Linked DNA regions of Sus scrofa: regions 1, 2 and 4 are each linked to region 3. The links are chromatin contacts, called in public HiChIP or PLAC-seq and promoter capture Hi-C maps. All regions are on one chromosome and are shown on one strand. Each heading gives the region's core, a stretch centred on a gene start, on an enhancer-like site or on the middle of the called end of the contact. The rest is flanking DNA. Distances are from core to core; before and after follow the strand shown.

Evidence for each region. Promoter capture Hi-C pulls out the DNA fragments that hold promoters and counts their contacts. HiChIP or PLAC-seq counts read pairs in DNA pulled down with a chosen protein or histone mark.
Region 1: a promoter capture Hi-C map of fetal liver shows a contact between it and region 3, with 2.8 times the contacts expected there. The contact joins the promoter of SH3BGRL3 here to the promoter of SFN in region 3. A contact is called at or near these places in 1 of 5 promoter capture datasets (fetal liver) and 1 of 2 datasets of contacts at active chromatin or transcription factors (alveolar macrophages).
Region 2: a contact with region 3 is called in an H3K27ac HiChIP or PLAC-seq map of alveolar macrophages. The contact joins the promoter of RPS6KA1 here to the promoter of SFN in region 3. A contact is called at or near these places in 2 of 5 promoter capture datasets (fetal skeletal muscle and liver) and 1 of 2 datasets of contacts at active chromatin or transcription factors (alveolar macrophages).
Region 4: a contact with region 3 is called in an H3K27ac HiChIP or PLAC-seq map of alveolar macrophages. The contact joins the enhancer-like site here to the promoter of SFN in region 3. A contact is called at or near these places in 2 of 5 promoter capture datasets (fetal liver and liver), 14 of 47 Hi-C or Micro-C datasets (alveolar macrophages, blood, brain and 10 more) and 2 of 2 datasets of contacts at active chromatin or transcription factors (alveolar macrophages and skeletal muscle).

What each region holds. Positions count from the first base shown.
Region 1 is chr6:83,686,033-83,688,732 of Sscrofa11.1, forward strand. It overlaps SH3BGRL3 (SH3 domain-binding glutamic acid-rich-like protein 3), which reads left to right and starts at 1,441. Exons shown (of 3, transcript XM_021095627.1): 1 at 1,441-1,762; 2 at 2,326-2,493; 3 at 2,608-2,700. The coding sequence starts at 1,715. The coding sequence ends at 2,673. CEP85 (centrosomal protein of 85 kDa) reads left to right here. Exons shown (of 15, transcript XM_021095615.1): 14 at 1-1,762; 15 at 2,608-2,700. UBXN11 (UBX domain-containing protein 11) reads right to left here. Exons shown (of 13, transcript XR_002344945.1): 13 at 2,677-2,700.
Region 2 is chr6:83,903,705-83,906,404 of Sscrofa11.1, forward strand. RPS6KA1 (ribosomal protein S6 kinase A1) reads left to right here and starts at 1,420. Exons shown (of 22, transcript NM_001243214.1): 1 at 1,420-1,606. The coding sequence starts at 1,544.
Region 3 is chr6:84,187,269-84,189,968 of Sscrofa11.1, forward strand. It overlaps SFN (stratifin), which reads left to right and starts at 1,253. Exons shown (of 1, transcript NM_001044564.1): 1 at 1,253-2,556. The coding sequence starts at 1,291. The coding sequence ends at 2,037.
Region 4 is chr6:83,883,617-83,886,316 of Sscrofa11.1, forward strand. No RefSeq gene overlaps it. Among named protein-coding and RNA genes, the nearest start is that of RPS6KA1, 20 kb to the right of the region's middle. Within about 2 kb of position 1,310, at least 74 of the 83 cell types and tissues checked have an H3K27ac peak or open chromatin away from gene starts, as enhancers often do. A contact at or near this core is called in alveolar macrophages, brain, embryonic fibroblasts and 7 more, where this site is marked.

The sequences.
Region 1 (2,700 bases), core at 191-2,690, 500 kb before region 3:
CTGGAACCAGGCCAAGCCAGAGCCATAGGTGGGTGGGGTGGCACTGAGTTGTTCAGGAGTTCAGATCTAGCCAGTGGATTCTTGCTGGGCTTTGGGCTGGCGGGGCAGCGTCCTGGACCTCACTCCTGGGCCTGAATGAGACCCTTCTTAAATGTTTTTACAAGTTTGTGTTTTATTTATGGAGTGACTTATCCCTTCCATTTAGAGCAGCCCCACCCAGCCGTCTCTGGACTTCTGCCTCCTAAAAGCAGAGCTGCCTGATTGGCCTCCACCCTGTATTGGGAGCCCAGCCACCATGCTCACGGGTATTTTTCCTCAGAATTTATAAGCAGTTATTTATATGAACCCTTGTTATGTCAACTGGTTTGTATTGCCTATTTTGATTACAAAATAAAAATTTAACAAAGTCCTCAGTTTTCCATCGCCTTCTATTACCATCATCTCGTACTCCACCCCTTACTTTGGCTTGTTGGAGCCAAAGCATGGGGTTTTAGCCAAGTTCTCCAAACAGCAGCAAGGAGGCAACTTTGGCAGATCAAGCCTCTCGTGTCTGTATCTCTACTGCTTCTGCTCCTCTTTCATTCTGTGGGGACAGATGAGATCTTTCCCCATGGCACTTCTGATTGGGTGAAGCTGCCCTGAGTTGAAGCAAGTTTGTCATTGAGTTTCAGTAATCCTCTGAGGAGGAAGTCTGCTGCCTGTGGGTCGCTCTGAGGAAGTGGCACTGTGTTTGCCTCAAGGAGCTAGGGTTGTCTTCCTGGGTTATTCTCAGAGCCCTGGACCTGGGAGGACTTCAGAGTGGAGTCATGTCCAACCCCAGACAGATGGCTGAGTCACCCCAGTGGGGCTGGTTGCTCCTTCTGAACTCCCTGCATTTTGCTGGGAGTTGGAGTTTTGAAGTACCACCTACAGCAAGGAGTTGGGGTGAAGCTGGGGCCACCCCAAGACCAACTGTGGGTCTTTAACAAGGTCCCAGACTTAGGAGTCCTGACACCAACCTCTGCCTCCACCCAGTCCAGAAGTAGAAGCCTCTTTCTTACCTTGATCTCCGTCTGGCTCCTTGAGGGTGTGGCCCCATCTGCTGCTACACCCGTCTAAACCTGCCTATCTGAGCAGAGAGGAACTTTGGGGAAAATGTCTAAGCAAGGGCTGTCCCTGCTGTGGTGTGCCTGCTGGGTTAGCTCTGTGTGGGTGGCCCCTGGGGGAATGGGGCGGTGGTCCCTTGGGGTGAGGCCTCTAGCTGGAGAGTTTTAGGTTTGAAAACAGCTGAGACTTCAAAGCCCGGACCTGAGCAGCGCTGTCGTGGCACGGGGTGGCTACTTGGGTGCAGCAAATGCGGGCGAGGCGGAGGAGGAGGCCTTTGCCAAACCCTTGCCCCTGCCCCACCCTACTGTCAGGTTGATCCGCAGCCTCACACTGTGAGCCCTAGAACCGGGAGGAGTGGAGGGGACGGCCCTGCGTGGGGCTGGGGTCCTCCGCGCTCTGGGACCCCGAAGGGGAGGGGAAGGGGCCCGCTGGTGCGCGGGGCGGGGTCGCGCAGGCCCCGCCCCAGCCGCGCGCTTGTCTGCGCCGCCCATTGGTCCTGAGAGCGGTGACTCGCGGGCTGAGCAGGAAGGAAACCGCTCCCGAGCGCGGCGGCCTCGTCTCCAGGCCGTGCAGCTGCTGCTACCGCTACCCGTCTGCCTGTCTCTCGGCCTGTCGGTCCACCCGCAGCATGAGCGGCCTGCGCGTCTACAGCACGTCGGTCACCGGCTCCCGCGAAGTAAGTGCGCGCCGTGGGCCCGGCGCTGGGGGAGAGCGCGGGCGGCGGTCCTGGTGCTCGGGACCAGCGCCTGGGACCCGCCCCCAGGGCGGGGGAGGCGAGGTGCTGGGCAAGGCCTCCTAAGTCGGGTTGCGGGGGCAGGCTTCGCGGCCCCTTCCTGAACACTGAACACCTCCTTCCGGCCTCCTGGGTCCTCTGCACCCCCACTACCAGGCTGATCCTTGACCATGTCCTCATCTTGCCCTCCCTCTCCACTATGTGTGTACCTGGGGCCGGGGTGGCCCCTTACCAGCCTCCACTCAGGCATGCCTTGCTTTCTTCTTGCTGAGCTCCTGGCTTCCCCACCCTGAATTTATCCCACTTAGCTTCATTCTGACTCTCCTCCCCACGGTTGGTGGTCCCTCTCTCATCCCACACCACCACAAGCCTGACTCATCCTCCCAACTCCTAATGGCCAGAGCCCTCCCCTAGGGTATGGAGGGGGACAAGAAAACAAAAGCTCCTGGCCACTGTCCCAAAACCTCCAGATTGTTCACTAACCTTTGCCCGCCCTCTGCCCCCAGATCAAGTCCCAGCAGAGCGAGGTGACCCGCATCCTGGATGGGAAGCGCATCCAGTACCAACTAGTGGACATCTCCCAGGACAACGCCCTGCGGGATGAGATGCGAGCCTTGGCGGGCAACCCCAAGGCCACCCCACCCCAGATTGTCAACGGGGACCAGTACTGTGGGGTACGGGCCCAGGGGTTGGGGGTGAAGGGAATGTTGTAAGAGGACTGCCAGCCAGAGTCAGACCTGAGACAAAATACTAGGACACAGGTGACCTCCTCTCCTCCCCTCCCCCAGGACTATGAGCTCTTCGTGGAGGCTGTGGAACAAAACACACTGCAGGAGTTCCTGAAACTGTCCTGAACCAAGCCAGCGCCCGGACTCCGTCAC
Region 2 (2,700 bases), core at 170-2,669, 280 kb before region 3:
TAATGTTAGCTATAATTATTTATCTAATCACACTAGACTGAATGTAAACTCCATGAGAAGAGGGACTTTCTTTTGTTCATTGCTATATCCACAGCATCTATTTTTTATTTTTATTTTTGTCTTTTCTAGGGCCGCACCCACGGCATATGGAGGTTCCCAGGCTAGGGGCCTAATCGGAGCTGTAGCCACCAGCCTAAGCCAGAACCACAGCAACGTGGGGTCTGAGCCGTGTCTGCAAGCTACACCACAGCTCATGGCAACGTGGGATCCTTAACCCACTGAGCAAGGCCAGGATTGAACCCACAACATCATGGTTCCTTGTCGGTTTTGTTAACCACTGTGCCACCATGGGAACTCCATGGGAGCATCTTAATTTAGGAGAAATTCTCAAGCACTTTGATTTTTAAAAATCCTAATCTGTTCCCACCTGCTGCGTGACCCTGGGTAACTCATACCTTTCGGAGACTGTTTTATGATGTGTAAACTAGGTGGTGGTGAGGATCCAAGGAAATCACACATTGGTGAAACCTGGTTGAAAGAAGGCTTCTGTGAAACAGTCCTGCTTTAGAACAGCTTTTGTAAATGGCCATTCTTCCTCGCCCATGAAAAAAAACAAGCCCATCTCTCCAAGCCCCCACGTGTGAATAAATCTCAGCAAGCCTGGACCCCTAGCACCTCTTTCGGTGGAGGCTGAATCTCTCCAGGGAGACTCTCTCTCCCGGCCTTTTACTCCAAGGGCAGTCCAGTGTCAGTCAATCCTGGGAGCATGGTACCCACTCTCCTTAGAGGAGGCACAAGCCCAAATCAGCCAGAAGCTGGTCCTGCTTCTGGAGAAATTCTGTGTATTAAGACATCACTCTGGGTTCTGATGATGGGGAAACCTTACCTGGGGTTGGGGCGCTGGGATCCCCAGGGGATCTCAGTGTCGGCTTCCGTAAGGGGGATTGTCCTAGGGCCTCCTAATGAGGGCAGTAGGGCCCAGGCTCCTTTCCAGCCTCCGCCTGGGTCAGGGCCAGGTCATTTAGTGTGTCTGTGTGTGGGGGGAGGGGTTGGGAGGAGACGGGAACAGGGCAAACAGGGCGGCTGGAGGGAAAAGGAGCAATTCAAAACGAGCTGAGTCGAGGAGATTGGTGGCCCTGGAGAGGTCAGCGCGGAGGAAACCAGGTCTGAGAGGGAGAAGTCAAGCGGACCTCTCCCGGGCGGAGCAGAAGACCGACCCCGGGCTGGCGGTGGAGGCGGGGCCAGCACTCCCCTAGCAGAGGGGGCGGGGGGTCTGCGCTGGGAATGCCGCGCCGCGGGGGCTGGGGCGTGGCTTTACTGGCTCCGCCCCCGCGCAGGTAGCCAATGGGCGCGGCGGCGCCGGGTGACGGAGGGAGCCGAAGTGCGAGTGCCGCGGCGGCGGCTGTGGTGGACGGCCCAGCCTGAGTGCCGGGGTCTCTGCTGGGGCGAGGGGGCACGAGGGCTCAGAGCCGGGGACCCTGGTACCCGAGAGGCGGCGCAGCCGGCGCCGCCGGTGGAGCTCCGGCGGCCTGGCGGCGGCGCGATGCCTCTCGCTCAGCTCAAGGAGCCCTGGCCGCTCATGGAGCTGGTGCCGCTGGACCCGGAGGTGAGTGAGCTGGGCGGGAGAAGGGCGCTGGCGGCCGGCGAGCCCGGGTCCCTACAGGGGCGGGGCGGCCCGCGGCGCCGCCGGAGCCTGGCGGGCGCCTGCGAGGACGCGAGTGCCCTCCGATCTCTTGGCCCCTCTCCGGCTCCACCCCCTTATGTCCTGGGTGTGTGTGAGCGAGGGACAGTTCCGCCAAGTGCCGAGAAATCCCTTAGCGTGGAGAGGGGATCCCGCGGTGCGCTGAGATCTGGCCTCCCCTTACCTCTCCCTACACCTAGGACCTGTACCGGGAGGTGTGGGAGTTTCCTTCATTAGCCCAGGCGGCCAGCTCCGGGCTGCCAGATGTCTCGGATTCTACAAGAGACAAGGGTCGTAGGACCCCCCACTTCTCCTTGACATCGCGCATCGCCCTACCGGAAGATCTCCCAGCTTTTCCGCTGCTGACCCTAGAAGGATTGCCCCTTTGACCCTGGCAGTTGTGGAATTTGGGGTGACACGGCCCGTCTGGGGCAGAAACTCTTGGTTTTCTTTGCCCCAGGCTAGGGTCAGAGAACACCTGTGTCCCCTGCCCCGGGCTGTAGAGAAGAGAATGGGGAAAAGCCCTTAGTCCTTGTGACGACTATTCCTGGAGAGGGGGAGGACCTTGGTGGCTGCCGCTGCTTCTTGTCCCCCCCCCCCCAATAAGAAGGGTTGGGCCCCTGAGGAGTTTGGCCTCTGCCTGCCTAGCCTCTTCCAGAAGCAACTCCTTCCTGCCCTCTGAGGATTCTGAGATGATAGGCTCCAAACTTGCAAAAGGCCAGCTCTTCCTGTGCTCTTTGACCTCCAGGGTCAAGGTCAAGCCCCTGAACCAGCAGGTGGAGAAAACTTTCTCCTCAGCCTCATTCTGGGAAGTAGGTAGGTGATACTGCCTTTCCAGAGGAGATATGGGGATATGCGGAGGGGAGGGGGTATGGGGACCTCAGTGAGCCTGGGAGCCAAGGTGCTTTTCCCCTGGCTTCAGCTCATAGCCCCTGCTGAGTACACCTCCTTGGTACTTACCTGAGGCAACCACCAAGTGCCTTGCCTCTCAGGGCCACAGATTGAGATCAGAGTGAGGA
Region 3 (2,700 bases), core at 3-2,502:
CTGCCCCCTAAAACAAAATGGCATGTGTCATGGCTGCCTCCTTTTTCTCAGTTCCCCCCGCAGCCGCACTGGGCTGAGCACCCAGGCGGCCTTCTTCCTAGCCTCTGACAAAGGGCAGGCTGATTCAGGCAGGAAAGTGGGACAGCTAGTGAGCTGGGTCCCCACCCTCTGTGAGCCCCACTGATACATGATGGCAGGCGGCTTGCGGGGCGGGGGGGGTGGTGGCAGGTAACCTGGCGTGGAGAGCCAGAGGGTAAGTCCTCACACAAGTGGCAACAGGCCACCAACTTGAAAGGGAAAATTGTGCTGTGATGGGGAAGGTATCCAAAAAACCTACTGGGTGACTAATTACAAAGGCTGGGCTGGAGCGTCAGAGGCTGCTCGTTAAACACCTCATTAAGTGGCACCCTGAAAGCTGCCACCTGTGCATTCTGGGAGCTCAGAAGGGATGGGACCTGAGGGGGAGAGAGGAGTTGGGGGGTGGGGTGTAAGCATTTCAGGTAGACTCCAGAAGAAGCCTACATCTCCCTTCTAAATACAGTCTGGAGCTCACAAGTCAGAAGCCTGAATGGGAGAGAAGTCCAACTTAGTAACTGTGTGACCTTGAGCAAATCTCATCCCTCTCTGAGCCTCAGTATTCCCCTCTCTACAGTGGGAGTAGTAGCCACAGCCCTGCCCATCTCACCAAGATAGCAGGGATTAAGTTAGACCATGGGTATGAGGTGCTTGGGAAACTATAGCCCTACCTAGACAATGAGTTATTTCACCTAAACCAGTGGAGGAACCACTCCTGGCCAGATTAGGCACCCCCTTCTCCTGCACCTGGCTTTATGGGCTCTGCCTAGGTCCATAGTGGCCAGGTAGCTGAAGCCATCCTGAGCCCCAGGAAGGATGCAGTGAAGAGGGATCTGATTTGAGAAACTGGGGCAGCTCCCTAACGTGTGCACCCATATAATGGAAGCCCTGACCCAGAGGCGGCAGCCTGGAGCCTGGAAAGGTATCGGTGCAGGTGGAGCCAACGCCCAAATTTCTCCTGCTGACAGTCAGGATGACTCACCCCCCCACATCCCAGCCCTTTTACCTTTAAGGAAGAGGCGGAAAGGGTGTGGGGGGAGGGGGGAGAGGAGAGGGAGGCAAGTCCTGGGCCCGCCCTCTGCCCCTCCCCACCCTTCTCCGGGCCTGGCCTTCCAGCCAAAAGGCAGGCAGGCAGCCGGAGAGGCGCAGAATCCGGCCTTGGTCCCGAGGCAGCCAGTTAGCTCTCCACCTGCCCATCTGTCTGTCCCCAGAGCCATGGAGAGAGCCAGTGTGATCCAGAAGGCCAAGTTGGCCGAGCAGGCTGAACGCTATGAGGACATGGCAGCCTTCATGAAGAGCGCCGTGGAAAAGGGTGAGGAGCTGTCTTGCGAAGAGCGCAACCTGCTCTCAGTGGCCTACAAGAATGTGGTGGGTGGTCAGCGGGCTGCGTGGAGGGTCCTGTCCAGTATTGAGCAGAAGAGCAATGAGGAAGGCTCGGAAGAGAAGGGCCCTGAGGTGCGAGAATATCGGGAGAAGGTGGAGAAGGAGCTCCGGGGTGTGTGTGACACGGTGCTTGGCTTGCTGAACACCCATCTCATCAAGGAGGCCGGTGACGCGGAGAGTCGGGTCTTCTACCTGAAAATGAAGGGTGACTACTACCGTTACCTGGCCGAGGTGGCCACGGGGGACGACAAGAAGCGCATCATCGACTCAGCCCGCTCCGCCTACCAGGAGGCCATGGACATCAGCAAGAAAGAGATGCCACCCACCAACCCCATCCGCCTGGGCCTGGCCCTGAACTTTTCTGTCTTCCACTATGAGATCGCCAACAGCCCAGAGGAGGCCATCTCCCTGGCCAAGACCACCTTCGACGAGGCCATGGCTGACCTGCACACTCTCAGCGAGGACTCCTACAAAGACAGCACCCTCATCATGCAGCTGCTGCGGGACAACCTGACGCTGTGGACCGCCGACAACGCCGGGGAAGAGGGGGGCGAGGCGCCTGAGGAGCCCCAGAGCTGAGCCGCACCCGCCGCCCTCCCTGCCCTGCCCTGCCTGCTCCAGTCCCCCACTCTTGGCAGAGAGGACTTGTATGGGGTGGGAAGCCCAACCCTTCTCCCCAGATGCCCTGCCCCAGCTCAAAAAGGCTCCACGGAGAGGAACCAGCAGAGCTGAGGCCACCTGGAGCCGGAGGATTCCAAGCTTCCTGCAGCTGTCAGGTGCTCCGACCACTGGTCGTCCCACCCTGACCCGCTCTCTGCACCCCGCCCAGACCCCTCCCCTGAGCCCAGCCACTTCCTCCTGATTCCCCGCTCCTGCCCCCCTGCCTCTGGATCTTAGGAATTGAGGAGTGTCCCACCCTTGTGGCTGAGAGCTGAACTGTGTGGCAGAGACTGTAGATGAGAGAGAGCGAGAGCGAGAGAGCGCGCGCGAGCGCTAGAGTGTGTGTGCGCGCCTGCGCAGCCAACAAGACCGAGGATGAGAGGGAAATCATGTCTGCTGGGTGTGACCATGTTTCCTCTCAATAAAGTTCCCCTGTGACACTCCTCCTGACTTTTCCACTTATTGCGGAGGGACGGATCAGGAATAGGTGCATGATTTACAGAGACCCTGAGCTCCCACAGGGCTGGCTCAGTGACCTGTAGGCAAGACTGGAAGCCAGTGACTCCAGGAGAGAGGCTGAGG
Region 4 (2,700 bases), core at 60-2,559, 300 kb before region 3:
CCAGACAGCTGAGCAGGATTGACAGCGACTGGATGAAGGCCTGGTGACCACTCCAACGCCACCACGGCAACCTCAATCCCATTCCTGGAACCTAACTTGGGAGGAAGAGAGCCTCTAAAGCCGGTATCCCCGAGGGATAGATAGCTGCCAGGACCTGGTCCCACGCCCCAGCCCTGTGGAGTCTCCAGGTGCCAGACAGGCGCTGCTCCTTGCGGCCACACGGTGGCAGTTTAGAGCCAAGCTCCGCGCCCTACCTAGGAGGTGCTACGGAGGCAGAGCCCCAACACCACACTCTTGCCAGGACTAGTCACGGCATTCAGGCAGAGAGAGCCATTGGACCTAATTTCACCACAGTCCCTCTGGCTGGACCCTCGATTCCCGATCCTAGGCCGGGGACTTACAGCTCACTTGACTAGTCCTCCGCCCCCCAATTGCTCCCGGGACCACCCCGCCCCGCCGCATGTCCCGCGCAGCACACCTGGCGGGTACTGGGACAGCCCTTGCTCAGATTCAGGCTCCGAGCCCTCCCGACCCAGACCGAGCGTCTAGTCCCACTCCCAAGAGTGCCCGCCGGGAGGGAAGGAGGTGGGCGTGGGCTCGATCTCTGTGGTCCTCGCTGCCCCGACGTCCGGCCTTCTCCAACCCTCTGCTTCCGCTTCCGGGCCTGCATCGCTTCTGAACTTCTCAGAACGCCGCGAACCCCCCCTCCCAATCCTTCAAAGGCAGATCCCAGGGGTTGATAGTAAGGCCAGGGACTGACTTCCAAGGGGTCACCTTGGGAGCTCTGAGAGGCTATCGGTCCCGCGCGGGCACGTGCCAGGGTGGGGCTTTAGGGCGGGGCCTAGGACGGGCGGAGTCTCCGGGCTTCGGTTCCCGCGGGCCAAGGAGGTACCCGAGGCGCGCGCGGGGTGCCGGGAGCACGAACTATGCGGAAATGGGGCGGGGTGGGGGAGGCTCAGAACAAGGAGTTTGGGGGCGCACCGGCGGTGGTTTGAGCGAGCGCGGGGCCAACTAGTGTTGGGAGATGAATGGGCTGGTCCTGGAGTTGGGCGGGGATTTGGGGCCTAAAAGCGAGAAGGGCCCAAGGGGGGAGGGGAGGAGGAGGCGGCAGGAACCCCGCCCACTTTCTGGGCTGGGTTCTTGGAACTGGCCAGGAAATCTTGGGACTCAATCTGGGGGCTAGATCTGTAGGCGATGGTTTTTATAGAGACGGCTGATGGGGGGCCCCCAGCCGGTTGTTATAGAGATAGCCATGGCACTCGTTTCCCCCACCTTCCAGGAACTGCTCACTTGTCCCCCAAGTGGTTGGGGGCTCAGCAGCTCCCTCCACTCGCTGCGGGGCGGCCCCACCCGGAGAACCTCAGCAAAGCCCTGCAGTGCCTGCAGAGCCCGCCCTCATCTTCAGTTTTAACAAGACTGGGGGAGAGAGGTGGTTTGGGGGCCTCAGGCCACAAACATCTAGAAAGAGCTCCAGGCCCGAGGGCCTTTTACCCCCTGCCCCTTACTTGGCTCCTGCAAACCTTACTCTACTTGCAGAGGTATTGGAAGTGTCCCCATGCATAGAAAAGAGGAGCAATTTGAACTGCCTCCTTTCCGTTGTAGTCTGCAAAAGAGTACCTAGGCACAGGAGGGCAGCCCAAACCGCTGAAGACAGGGTGCCCAGTTAGCCCTTCCTGCCCACCGGAGTAGTTGGTAGGAGCTCAAACGGTTTAACATAGGACTGAGGTTCACAGAATCAGAGTCCTTTGCTTTCTGATGCTGTTATGCCGTGGGCCCGGGAAACAAATGGGAACCACCCCACCCCACCCTCGCCACCGCTTTTCCCCTCTTCAGTGTTTTTCTTTTCTTTCTTTCCTCTTCAGTGTTTTTCTTTTCTTTCTTTCTTTCTTTCTTTCTTTCTTTCTTTCTTTCTTTCTTTCTTTCTTTCCTTTCTTTCTTCCTTTCTTCCTTTCTTTCTTCCTTTCTTTCTTCCTTTCTTCCTTCCTTTCTGCCTTTCTTCCTTTCTTCCTTCCTTTCTTTCTTCCTTCCTTTCTTCCTTTCTTCCTTCCTTTCTTTCCTTTCTTTCTTCCTTTCTTCCTTCCTTTCTTCCTTCCTTTCTTCCTTTCTTTCTTCCTTTCTTCCTTCCTTTCTTCCTTTCTTTCTTCCTTTCTTTCTTCCTTTCTTTCTTTCTTTCTTCCTTTCTTTCTTTCTTCCTTCCTTTCTTCCTTTCTTCCTTTCTTCCTTTCTTCCTTCCTTCCTTCCTTCCTTTCTTCCTTTCTTCCTTTCTTCCTTTCTTCCTTCCTTCCTTCCTTCCTTTCCTTTCCTTTCCTTTCCTTTCCTTTCCTTTCCTTTCTTTCCTTTCTTTCCTTTCTTCTCGGCCCCAACTGTGGCATATGGAGGTTCCCAGGCTAGGGGGTCAAATCGGAGTTGTAGCTGCCGGCCTACAGCACAGCCACAGCAACGCGGGGTCCATTCAGTGTTGTTTTTCTTTATGTGAAAGTAATTCATCTATCTCATTTATGTTCTTTTTGGGGGGGGGGTCACACCTACGACATGTGGAAGTTCCCTGGCCAGGGATTGAACCTCCACCACAGCAGCAACACAAGCCTTTGCAGTGACAACGCTGGGTACTTCATCAGCTGAAGCAACATGGGAACGCCTCATGTGTCTTATTTTTTTTAAATGTAAAACTTACAAAATTATGGATTTGGAGTTCTCGTC